Regions from separate parts of the Oncorhynchus mykiss genome. Here region 2 is linked to region 1. A link is a contact called in public Hi-C data. All regions are on one chromosome and are shown on one strand. The core of a region is the stretch at or near the end of the contact, and the rest is flanking DNA. Distances in the headings are between cores, read along the strand shown.

What was found. A called contact is a pair of places that touch in the nucleus more often than the background predicts.
Region 2: a Hi-C map of liver shows a contact between it and region 1, with 5 times the contacts expected there. The contact joins the promoter of kif1b here to the enhancer-like site in region 1. A contact is called at or near these places in 2 of 3 Hi-C or Micro-C datasets (blood and liver).

What each region holds. Positions count from the first base shown.
Region 1 is chr9:51,755,773-51,762,182 of USDA_OmykA_1.1, forward strand. It overlaps kif1b (kinesin-like protein KIF1B), which reads right to left. Exons shown (of 46, transcript XM_036988277.1): 34 at 6,175-6,259; 35 at 5,729-5,834; 36 at 2,802-2,916; 37 at 2,237-2,370; 38 at 1,791-1,852; 39 at 1,284-1,429; 40 at 766-1,032. Among protein-coding and RNA genes, the nearest start is that of pgd, 19 kb to the left of the region's middle. Within about 2 kb of position 4,024, at least 2 of the 11 cell types and tissues checked have an H3K27ac peak or open chromatin away from gene starts, as enhancers often do. A contact at or near this core is called in liver, where this site is marked.
Region 2 is chr9:51,849,436-51,855,692 of USDA_OmykA_1.1, forward strand. kif1b (kinesin-like protein KIF1B) reads right to left here and starts at 4,977. Exons shown (of 46, transcript XM_036988277.1): 1 at 4,648-4,977; 2 at 3,351-3,514. The coding sequence starts at 3,456.

The sequences.
Region 1 (6,410 bases), core at 2,774-5,273:
AACATAGCTGTGCAGTGACGCTCCCCATCCAACCTGACAGAGCTTGAGGGGATCTGCAGAGAAGAATGGGAGAAACTCCCCAAATACAGGTGTGCCAAGCTTGTAGCGTCATACCTAAGAAGACTCAAGGCTGTAATTGCTGCCAAAGATGCCTCAAAGTACTGAGTCAAGGGTCTGAATACTTATGTAAATATAATATTTCCGGTTTTTAATTTTTTTTAATACATTTTCAAAAAATCTGTTTTTGCTGTGGCATTGTGGGGTATTCTGTATAGATTGAGAAGGGAAAAACACAAATTAATCCATTTTATAAAAAGGCTGCAACGTAACAAAATGTTGAAAAAGTCCAGGGGTCTGAATACTTTCCAAATGCACTGGATTTAGGTCAGTCAGCTGGCCAACTCATTGACCCTGCTTTCTGGAACACCCCACCCCATTCCTTTGTTGGGGACCATGTGCAGTACAACTTTAGCAGGTACAGTTTGTAAACCATTAAAACAGGGTCATATTCATTAGGCATCAAACAAAAGAAAATGGACTGAAACAGAAACTACTTGGACTTAAGAAACTGTCATTTCCGTTTTCCTTTAAAACATTTTCCTTGCATGCCCTAATGAATAAAACCCTGGGGTGTATTTATTAGTGCAAACCGTAGCTACTGAAAACAAGTGTTTCTTATTGGACAAGTTCAGGTTAATCCCTCCCAGTTTCAGCCCATTTATAAAATTCTTTGTTTCCCCATCTCCTTCCTCCCTCCCTCCTCACCTTGGTGGCCAGCTCCTTCTCGCGGTCAACCAGGCTCTCGATGTCGGCCGAGTCGTAGCCACTGCTCTCGCTGGGTGTGATTGCACTCTCGAAGGTGGTGCTGGAGATCTGGGAGGAGATGGAGGTGGAGGTGCTCAGGGTGCCGCTGCTCATGCTAGGCGACAGTGACTCGCTCAGGGACTTGCTGGTGGGCCCCCCAGGGCCTGTAGCTGGAGCAGTCTCCACCAGCTTCTCTCTCAGCAGCAGCAGGTGACGCGTCTTCTCCACCTGGAGGGGGAAGGAAAAGGAACGAAGCGTGAGAGAGTTTGAAATTAATTTTATCCCAATTCTGCACTATACAGGGAAGAGGGCTTTGGTCAAAAGTATAATTCATGATACAGGACATAGGGCTCTAGCAAAAATAAGCCATTATATAGGGAATATGGCTCTGGTCTAAAGTAGTGCCCTACATAGGATTTTTTAGTTGTTGCCATTTCAGGCTTCCCTTTGCCCTCAACACTCTCAAAGTGCTCAGTCACCTCATGCAGCTGCTCCATTTTCTCCAGCTCCCATTGGTGCTCCAAGATGAGGCTGTCTCCTCTGGGCCTCCAGCCAGCCAGGTTCTCCTCTCCCCGGACGTAGGCCACAGAAGTGTCCAGAATCTTCCTCCTCCGCCGCTGCATACCTGAGTAGCAAACAAACACGCACTTCTCAGTATATAGTAGAAGGGGGAGAGATACAAAGAGCTAGAGAGAGAGCGAGAGCATTCAGACATGGATCCTGTCATGAATTTAAACCAGCTCTGATTAAGACATAAGAAGGTTGAAACGTCACTACCGCCGAGGGTGGCTGTTATATCAATACACAACTGTTTGTCTGGACTTATACCAAGTACACACAAGCGCTATAGAGAACAGGGGAGTGGAGAGGAGTATGTTTGGGGGTATATTTTAGCTATCCTCTGCTATTAAGTTTGGTTCATAGATAAGGCTAACGGTGCTTTTATCCCAATACCAACAGTGTTTCGAGAGAGAGATTGCACTAACCTGGGCTTCCTGTGTCAGACATCTTGCACAAGCTCAGCTCATAGATGCCAGTCACTCTGTTGCTGTAATACGGAACACAAGAGGTTATATTAGGGTGTTGTTCATCAAGGTCGTATCTTAAGGCTGAAAACAAAATGGCTGATAGCTGATTATTTGTCAACATAGATAACCGACAGCTGTGTATTAGTCATACACAGGAGGTTGGTGGCACCTTAATTGGGGAGGACAGGCTTGTGGTAATGGCTGGAGCAGAATTGTTGGAATGGTATTTGATGCCGTTCCAGCCATTATTATGAGCTGTCCTCCCCTCAGCAGCCTCTACTGGAGTCATAAAGGGTGTACACAAAATGGCTGACAGCTGCTTATTTGTCAACTTAGATATCTGACAGCTGTCTACGAGTCATATAGAAAGAAGGTGGACACAAAATGACTGTCAGATGCCTTACCAGTCAGGGGTCTTGGAGTAGCCGCTTCCAAAGAGGTTCCTCAGGGAGCGGGGAGGGGAGATCTTGGCGTCTCGGGAGTAGAAGACCATGCAGATGTCTTTGGTAATAATGGCAGGCTGAATGCAGTGGTCGAGCTGTGGAGTGGAGAAACGGTTAGCATGTTAGCGCTCAAGCTCCAGAGTGCAGAGCACTGTAAATGAGTGGATACTGTAACACTACTGTATATAGTGCTTATGGGGCTGTTATACATCATTATTCACAGTACATTCTTATTTACATGTATGCAGCCTTTTTAAGTATGGCCGAATAAGAATATCTGTATTATAGCAGTACATGTTTATAAGTTTGATTTACCTACAAGTGTCCTTGACATTTATCAATTATAGATATCATTTAACGTGTTTCATTGATGATAATTGTCATCTGCAAATAAAATCCCTAAATCCTAAGCAGTAAGCCTAGAGACGGTAGATTGTTTTATTAATACACAATACCAATTCATTATTGAGACAAGATTCCCTAGGTTGGTGGATACAGTAAAATCAAGATGGCAGACAGGGCTGACCTCCAGGTATGCAGACAGGGTCATGAAGATCTTCTCTCCGTAGGGAGTGACTCGGTTGAGCAGAAGGGAGTTGTGCAGAGAGCTGTCCCACACAGCCTCGAATCTGTAGAAGGTCCTGAGAGGAAAAGATGAGAGGTCAGTAATCTCCACGTTTACAGACTGAGGCCATGTCTGAAATGACAACCTATTTCCTGTCAAGCACACTACTTTTGTGCACTAGAAGCAGTGTATTATAGGCAATAGGGTGTCTGTGGCTCTGGCTAAAAGTAGTGCACTGTATAGCTGCCATTTTGGCCGCACCCTGGTGGATCATTTCAACTGTGTGGGACATTTCTAAAATGGCTGTTCAGTGTCACAATGAGGCTGGTTGTGGTTCCGCCAAGGTTCTCCCCTTTATATCACAATAGAGGTGTGAGAATAAGCAACCAACAGTTCATAATATAGCCTGATGTAGCAGCGTAATCTACTCACTGAAGGTTAGAGAAAAATCACTGGGGTTGGGGTCAATTTAGGTAACCATATTGCACATCTACTATTGCTATGATATTTGCTAGTAGTATTTTGAAAGACTTTGCAAATGCTACCAGAACATAATTTTGTAATAGACAAAGGTCTGTATGGCATGTGGACACAACCAGACACATATTATAGGAAGTAGCCTAGCTGTAACTAAGTTAATAAGTAGCCATGGGGAGTAACTGAAGTAAATGTCAGTGTTATCTACTGCTCTCTCTCCCCCCCAACTGTTACCAAAACATATACTAGAGTAGAAAATAGAGCCCAGAGATACGGTACAAATGTTAATATTTGTAACCTAACTTGCTTTTTCTAACTGTTTCTGAGGGGAAAATAAAGCTGTATTAAAATGGACGAATTGAAGAGGGGATAATACTGGATTCTAAGCATTATATGACACACCAATGAATCCCTGAACTATGGTTGTGGAAGGGAAAGCACTGCTACACACGCGGTCCTGGTGAGGACTAGGTGTGAGGAAACACACAGAGGTGAGACCTGAACAGCACGCACGCTTTGAGCAGGTGTCACGCTACAAAGCAAGTGTGAAAAGCTTGTCCAGAGCTTTGAGTGCTTAAGCTTTTTATAGATAAGGGCCATTTGAATTCTTATGAGGGGAAATTAAGTATGGTCAAAAGTAGTGCCCTAAACAGGGAATAGGGTGCCATTTGGGATGCATGGGTGCCATTTGGGATGCATACACCCTTGGGAGTGAGGACACCTCATATACGGAAGGGTTCATTCCATTGTGTTCTACTCTTGAATCTTCACAGTCCGATTGTGCGGTTGATAAAAAAACGAATGGCTCTGATTGCAAGACGCCCTGAATAAATAACTGATAAATGACTAAAACGTCAATGTAAATCTGTGCTGCGCCTACTCGTTTGTGACGACTGTGTTACGTTTTTTTTAACTTGTTTTCCCCCGCGGGGAAAATACATTTTGATCCATTGACTTTATTGGTGTCCGTCAATGAGCAACAGACCAATGGTTTCCAATGAAAGTAGCGGAAGGTGTATTTTTCATTACTCATGAACAAATTCTCTAACCACCAGGGGGCACTACATAACCTTTAGCTCGCCTGACCCTGCCCTCATCCCTCAAGGACTCACGATGGCTGACAGACGCTACGCAGGTGTAATAGAATAGTAGAGCATGCTACAAGGACGTTTAATAGCTAGTAGCTAAACTTGCATGTGGAGTGATTCTGAAAAGTCACCACTAAGCCATAGGATAGCATGTTTTACAGTAATTCGTCTTTAGATTCCTATTGCTTTTGTGCAAGACAAAGGGAATTAGCAGTGTGACCTTTTCCAAAGTCAGAAAAGCCTCAGTTAACAAAAGCGTGAATAATAGGCTATGATAGCTGTGATAATAGAATGAAAAAAGGATGAAACTGTCCTCCTTTCACAATGTGATGAAATGATAAATGAGCGCAATCAAAGAGCTCTAGAAAAGAACAATTCCAAGCTAATAGGTTTGTACTGGCTAGAAGGATATTAACCAATGGGAGTGGTATCAAAAGGTGTAAGACAAGAGAACACAAATTAAGAGTTATTACTACAGGCTAAGGGGCAGATCCTAACTTCCCATTGAAATCAATGCATGACTAAGTGACAATTATGATTTAATTGCAGGGTAGGATCTGCCCCAATGTCTATAAAAAGCCAAAGAGAGCCATAAAGCTTATTTCAGAGAAGACACTTTATGTTCCTTGGTTGCTGGTACCTAGCAATATCCTTATCAAGACAAAGCCTGAGCAAAATCAAGAGTCCAGCCGCAGCAGGAGAAAAGAAAACAAAAGAAGAGAGAAAGCAGAGAGTCAAGCAACACAAACAAACAATGGAGTAAATAAAAAAAAGAGAGCAAAATGTTAGCACTGGAAATGAATGTGATTGCCCACATGCAATGATGTCTGTGTACATACATCCAATGTCAGAGCTCATACACACAACACTGAAATGGGCCATTTTTGCTGTCTCTTCTAGCCAGGAAAGGCAACCTTGAAAGGCAGTGACGATTCCTTTCAATTTGGACAGAGTTATTCTGTTATGAATAACAAAACTGGTATTTTGTTTCTACTTTTCACAGACAACATGCATGCCAATTCAATATCATTACCATATTTCACTATACAGTACAACAAAGATAATTATATATCATTAGAATTCCTAGACTACTAAATAAAATACACTATAGTCCGGTTTCCCGGACACAGAGTCTAGTTTTGGATTACAAAGGCACTTTTACTTGAGAATCTCCATTGAACAATTTCTCCAAAACACAATACAGTCAGGATACTTGTCCACATGATTAAGCAAGTATTTAATATAGCAAAAATGACATTGACTCACTTTTAGACCAAATGAGCAGTTACTGCCTTTTTGCTTGGTAGGGCAGTACTGGCGTACCTGTTAGCATTGTGGGATGATTTGATATTTTTGGCCGAGATGATGTTGAGGGACAGGACGGCATCTGCTGCCGAGTCGTCCACCTCTGGCTTGTTCCTGATCCGACCTGAGGAAGCAAGCAACACAGGATGTTCTCATGATGATGAAGCCCTGTCTCTCCGGTAACGTCGCCAGACACTGGGATTCGAGTCAAATTTAATTAAAATCAGTCAGTTCATGAAGTGACAATTTAAAAAAAAAAAAAAAAAAAAAGCTTTTCTTTGTTTATTTAGACATAATTTAAAATAGTTGCCGCTTTTCAATTATCTTGTCTGGAAACAATGACCTTGGGTAGGCCAGTTGTGTATTTTTGTGCTAACAAAGCGGAGGCAAATCCATATGTATTTACATTTCTCAAATAAAATGAATGAATTCAGTTGGATTTGCCTTTATTTTGAAGCACTCACCGACAACCAGCTCACGCACGTCTTTCCAGTGGAGCTCACTGCCCTTCTCGTGGATGAGGGTGACGGTGATCCGGCGCTGAATCCCCTGCAGCACAAGCAAACAGTCAGTATCCCAGTAGCCCAGACACAATGACTGTGAACGTGTCAATATCAACAACGATACCATCATAAACAGTCAAATCATGTAATATTATGAATTATGATCAAAAAGGCTAAACTGATTCCAGATCAGCACT
Region 2 (6,257 bases), core at 3,727-6,226, 95 kb after region 1:
AAAAGGCAAAACTGATCCTAGATCAGCACTGCCTCCTACTCTGAAACACTTTGTGAATACGGCCCAGATGTTTTCAAGTGGGACTTCTGTAAAATAACATAATTTGATGGTGCATTGCAGGAAAGAGGTTAATCTTAGCTAAACCATGTCATCCATATACACATGTTGCGGTCTTCAAAACCTGTGCTTCACGTACAACCTCGTAAACAGAAGGAAGGCTTTGTTCAATTGTTCAGTTCTATTCCTTCAGCGCCACAGAGATCATCAAAGAATGCCTTCAATTATGAGAGAAATACCTTCCCAAAACATCAAAGTGTACAGTGGTAGAACATTCCTCTGTGTAATGGCTTTCGAGATTTTTGGGAAGGGGCGCATTATATTAGGTAGTGATAGAAGCACCATTATATAGCCCCAACTCAGTGTTTCCCCTATAACAATTGTATAAATAAAATTACAGCATCTTAGGTACATCTTTGTAAGTATTAAAAGGGTTAAATCTCACAGACAGTTGATGGATAGGGCTTAAGCAGAAATGTTCAGTATATTAATGAAGACTGAAGAGAACCTATATTCAATGCTTTTTGTCAGAGCTCTTCACACAGCAAAAAAAGCAGTTCTACTAATCTAACATATGGAAATGTTTTAAGATCATCATACTAAGGATCATTTACCTATTTGATTTTGAATTTTAGGATCCCTTTAGGCATAAATATTTGATATAAAATTACATTTGGCCTTAATGCTATTAGCACAAAGAAACATATTGAATAACAGATTCATACATGGAAAAACAGTCAAAGAAATCTATCAAAAGGAAGTTTGTTCGGTGTCGGTCCTATATCTGAGAGATAAGAAAGATCAGGAAATTACATATTTTTTAATTTACCCATAATTAACCAATTTGTTTTGGCACTAAACTACTTCCACATATACTTTCCTTTTTTTTTTTCCTTTTTTTTTTTTTTTTAATTAGAGCAAAACAACCGACATATATGCATTTGTGAGAGTCTCACCTTTCCATAGAGGAGTCATATTAGTGTGTAGCCCAAACTGTTCGGACGCTACAGACGTTTGTGAGAAGAACGGTTTTCGGGATGTCTCACGGTCTGACAAGCACCGCTGTAGTTCGGCCACCTTCCACCGCAGATGTGGAAGGTTGCCATTGGCAGATTGAGACACCCCCCAAAAAAAGATCTCTCTAGCTTAAAACAGACAGATTTTGATGGGGATTTTTCCCCCAACGCTAATTAGATTTCCGTGGGGGGGCGGACATTGACTCTAGGGTGTTAACGCAATTTTTCAACTGAATCCATATCCCAATTTTTAGGCGGCGGTAGGGAGACTCACCTATACAATGTTAGGGAAACACTGAAGTGACCTGCATAAAGGGCATGTTCTCTCATTGGCTGACAGTCTGGACTATTAATGCATGCGGGCCTGCCTGCCATGGGCAAGACAGCATTCTCATTATACCATCTGCAATGGAGTACTGCTCTGCAATCTGTGCATGTGTTAGGAAGAGAAGCAAGACTGCTGCAGCCTCCCTCTCCCCCTCTGCTACTCACCCCCCACAAAAAAAACATAGCACAGCTCAACTCTGCTACACACCACAAGTCACCCAGGGCACCTCAAAGTGTCATTGGCCTAATGAAAAAACATCAGGATGTGAAGTAAAAGATTCAGGATTCTGCTAAAAGCTTTCCTTTGGATAGGTTTGGTCCTTAGGAAGTGCAGGCAAGTGTGGCATTGATGGATGCAATCAACGACCAGCTGGTGTGATTGAAACAACACAAATGACTAAAGGCGACAACTGAACTTCAAGGCAAATCAAAACCAGTTCATGGAACAGGTTGATAAAAGGGTTGTGTTACAGGCTCTGAGTACCAGGTCAATATTATAACAAGGTGTATAACTATCTGACATGAATGAGATGGTGTTTGTCTCATGAGGGTTTTAATGTGCCATTCAAAGACAGGTTTTGGAATAACTATAGTTCACTCAAAGTACATTTTAGTATTTTGTTCATTAATCCATTGTTAATACAATAACATTTTATTTTGCATTTCCAGTCAAGTTTTCAAGACCGAGCACTTTCAGTACACAGGAAAAAAATGTGGATGCGTTTGAGTGAACTATCCCTTTAAAAAAAAAAATGGTGACCCATAGTCACAAGTGGACATGGTGAATCACTGGCTAAAAACATCCAAAAGGATTTGTTACATTGGATAAATCCAAAATGACTAAATTACTAAGGAGGAAAAAACATGACAGCGACATCTCCTTTTCCAAATAGCACATCTCTATATTCAACATTATAGCGTTATCCTTATTTTCTCTGTGCTAACAGAAATGTGATATTGCTGTGCTGTCACTTGGACCTTAGCTTTGGGCAGCACATTAAATATGTCTGTACAACATCCATCTGAATCATTGATTCCCATTATATGCTATTGGATGGGGACAAATTCCATCTGCTGATACAGCAACTGAATAGCAATTAAGGCCATTTTGTTTGTTTCAACCTCAACATCTTGTAGAGAGCGCTTTTCTAAATGACAGGAATGCTTATGGTTGAGCTGGTAGCAGCACAGAGGTCCAACTACTCATTGAAAACAGTTTTGCTTTATATCATAACTGTTGGTTTTTCCATATACTGGAACATCCACTTTGATGTTTCATAGTTTGTCTGTTTTCTACATATGAACTGTCCACCTAATATTAAAGGGCATGTTCTCAAAACAGTTCTACTGTCTGCCCTCGAAGGTGCACCAAAAGGCTGCGTGGAGTAGAACTTGTGTTTTCTGGAGTATTCCACGTCAACTCGGGGATGACATAACCACACACTCCAGACCAGTGATAAGCACTGCTACCAATATCAAATAGTCCCAACTGTGGGACAATGCATTGATGAATAGAAAGGGGGAAGAAAGCCCAAAGAGCAGGCTCTGACTGCATCCCAAATGGCACTCTATTCCCTACATAGGAATCTGGTCAAAAGTAGTGCACTATGGTTCCTGGTCAAAAGTAGTGCACTATATAGGGAATAAGGTTCCATTAGGGACACAAACTGTGTCAGAATGGACCAACTCAGCATTTCTCACACAGACTCCTCAGGCATGCATCTCTTTACAAAGAGGAATTCACACAGAACAGCTTTCCTTCCCTTTTCAGGCTGTTTCTTTTCAACACTGATGCATTTACTTTGTTCATTCTACTGTTTTCAACCAAGACCCCTAAGGTACAGAGCTGGCTTGGGCATGTGGAAACCAATGTGTCATGAAGCTAGATTTGTATCTGTCAAGTGGTCCAAAATATCATGAGGATATCATATGTGTGTATGTGTTACTTACTGGTAGAATTGCCTTGCATCTGAATGATGCATTTTGACTCCTTGCTTGTCTCTCTCGAGTTAAAGGGACGAACTCGGACAGCGACTTTCACAGACGCCCCAGACATGGCAGCAGTTTAGGACTTTCACCCAGTACCCAGTAGTATGATTCCAAAAATTAATCTCCTGAAGAAAGAAAAACTATTACTTTACTTTTGAATTACATACAAATTCAATGCATGTTGTCATAAGTAATAAAGGGATGACTTGTTAGATTCGATACTAGGGGTAAAATAGGTGATAGGGCCACAATGTTGACAAGCTGTTAAATAGCATCACATTTAAATATAATACAAAGCAATTGGAGAAACGACAACAGAAGGTCTCAAGTGGATGTCAGTTATCTCAGTTTGTAGGCCAAATGCTCAGACTAGTTTAGAGGAGCCTACAATATGGCCGACTCATCGCATAGAGGCTACATTATACCGATATGCTACATAAATAAATGTCTGAATAAAAACAGTAGACTGCCTATTAGGTATAGCTATTAGTCTACATACTGACAATTTCATTAGGATTGTTAGTTTGTACAATTTCTAGAAAAGGGCCCAGCATCGACTATAAGAAATCTGATGTTTTCACCATGTCCTTGCAGTCAGCCATTTACTAGCCGAGGCATACGCCCATGCAATTCTATCTACCATATTTGGTATATGCAAACGCACAGAGACCTGGCTACACATTGAAAAATGTTTAGAAAAAATATTTTCTAAATTTGAAAAGGGCTAGTGGAAAACATTAGAAATTGTTGCAAAGCATTTGGCAACACTTACCAAATGTTTGTAAGATTAAGGGAAACAATGTAGGCCCATTACTAAAACCAGCAGATATCGTACTGACGAAATCAAACCTGGGTTTCTTCCTTAGGTTCCTGCCTTTCTAGGGAGTTTTTCCTAGCCACGGTGCTTCTACATCTGCATTGCTTTCTATTTGTGGTTTTAGGACGGGTTTCTGTAAAAGCACTGTGACATCTGCGGATATAAAAATGGCGTTATAAAGACATTTGATTTGAATGGCCTTATGTCGCCGTTCGCGATAATGACTTCACGCGCAGGATATTCGTTTTGGGATCATTTGCAACAATATCATCGTGCATAGGTAGTCTATTTGATATCAAATCAGAACAAAGTATTTTAAACGTTTGCGATCAGAATACAACAGATTACTAAATTAATCTTAAGGAAAAGCAACAACAAAAAGTCGCTCACTCTACAATAAAAACGGAATGGAATTAAACAGGTAATGTTTAGGCAACTTACTTTTGAAGATCGAAACGAAGACTAGAACACCATAGAAAAGTAGCGACAACAAATAAGCGTTACAATTAAGTATAATATTGTTCATCAGAGTATGCTCGCAAAAAAATGGTCAAGCCCACTTTTATGAAAAACACCCATTATAGCAGTGTTTAAGTCTCCACCAGACAGGCTTCCACTGCATTCGTTGCTTCCTTGATGAGGTTATTTTCCAGTTCAGATGAAAAGCGGTCGTATATCTGCACACAAGCAAAAAAAAGAACAGATAGAGTACCTTGATTTACTGAAAAGATTACGTCAACTCCCTTTCGACTAGACTGATTGTCAGTTTGATAAGCCAATGAAATCAGACTAATGCATGAGCAATGCGTTGGGGAGCCAATAGAACTCCACGAAATACGATGGGGCCGTTGCATTTGGCCGTGACGCCATACTGCAGGGTTTCTTACCGCTCCCTGTACCGCTGTCACCGCACTACGAAGGTCTAGACAGAGACCAAAGTGTATAGGCGCCCCCTAACAGGAGAAAGTGTAATTACACAGTAATTCATAGAAATCTTCCCTACAGACTTAAGCATCTCATGATTTTTCTAATGATTTCACTATAAATCAATTGCATGCGTCTTTGCCCCATCTGATTCTAACAGTCCACAGACATAGGAACTCCAACAGTGGTAATCTGCTAAATTGTAATTATTTGCCTACCTCATGCCTTTTGCACACAATGTATATACTCTTTTTTTTTTTATAAAAAAAAAAAATGTTCTGTGTTATTGACTTGTTTATTGTTTACTTCATGTGTACCTCTGTGTTGCTGTCTGTTCACACTGCTATGCTTTATCTTGGCCAGGTCGCAGTTGTAAATGAGAACTTGTTCTCAACTAGCCTACCTGGTTAAATAAAGGTGAAGTAAAATTTAAAAAAAAAAAAAAAAAACAGATATGAAGGATTATTGCCCCTGATCAAGAGTGTGATCCTTGAAAAAAATGTCAAAGGTCATGTCACTGAAACAACACTAATAGCTTCAGAAGTATAGTAGTGAGACAGGCAAACCATTTTGTTGCAGCTTTTTAGCCTGGAAAGTAAGGCTCCCCAACACCTTCAATGCCTGAACGACTGACTATTATAACTTCATTAAATAATTGTTTATTGTACAGTTGCATAGCATTTTTGTATAATTGCTGGACAACTCCTGTACCCTGTAATGCTAGTTAATTACCGGTAGTAATAATCAAGGTGTTTACATACCCTGCCTTCCTACTTATATTTGACAACCAGGCGCGTGGGAAGTGTGCGTGAACATTGTTTATAAATGGCTCGATTCCAAACTAATGGTAACTTGCATTCAAAGGAATAAAGCAGTATTTGATGATGGTGCTCAAACTTCTTTGAATGTAGAGGAAGAGTTGAATACCTTTACACCTATTTGCATTGACATGCTTATTTTTTTTTATTTGTTCCAATTGGAAAACAATTACATTACAGTTACGCATAGGAATTCAATAGATCTATATTATCCAAATGTAATATGAAGGTCCATTTCTGTAGATTAATCATTAAACCCATTTTGCTTGATATAATTAAATAACCCATCCCAGTTGAAAAAGTAATTTC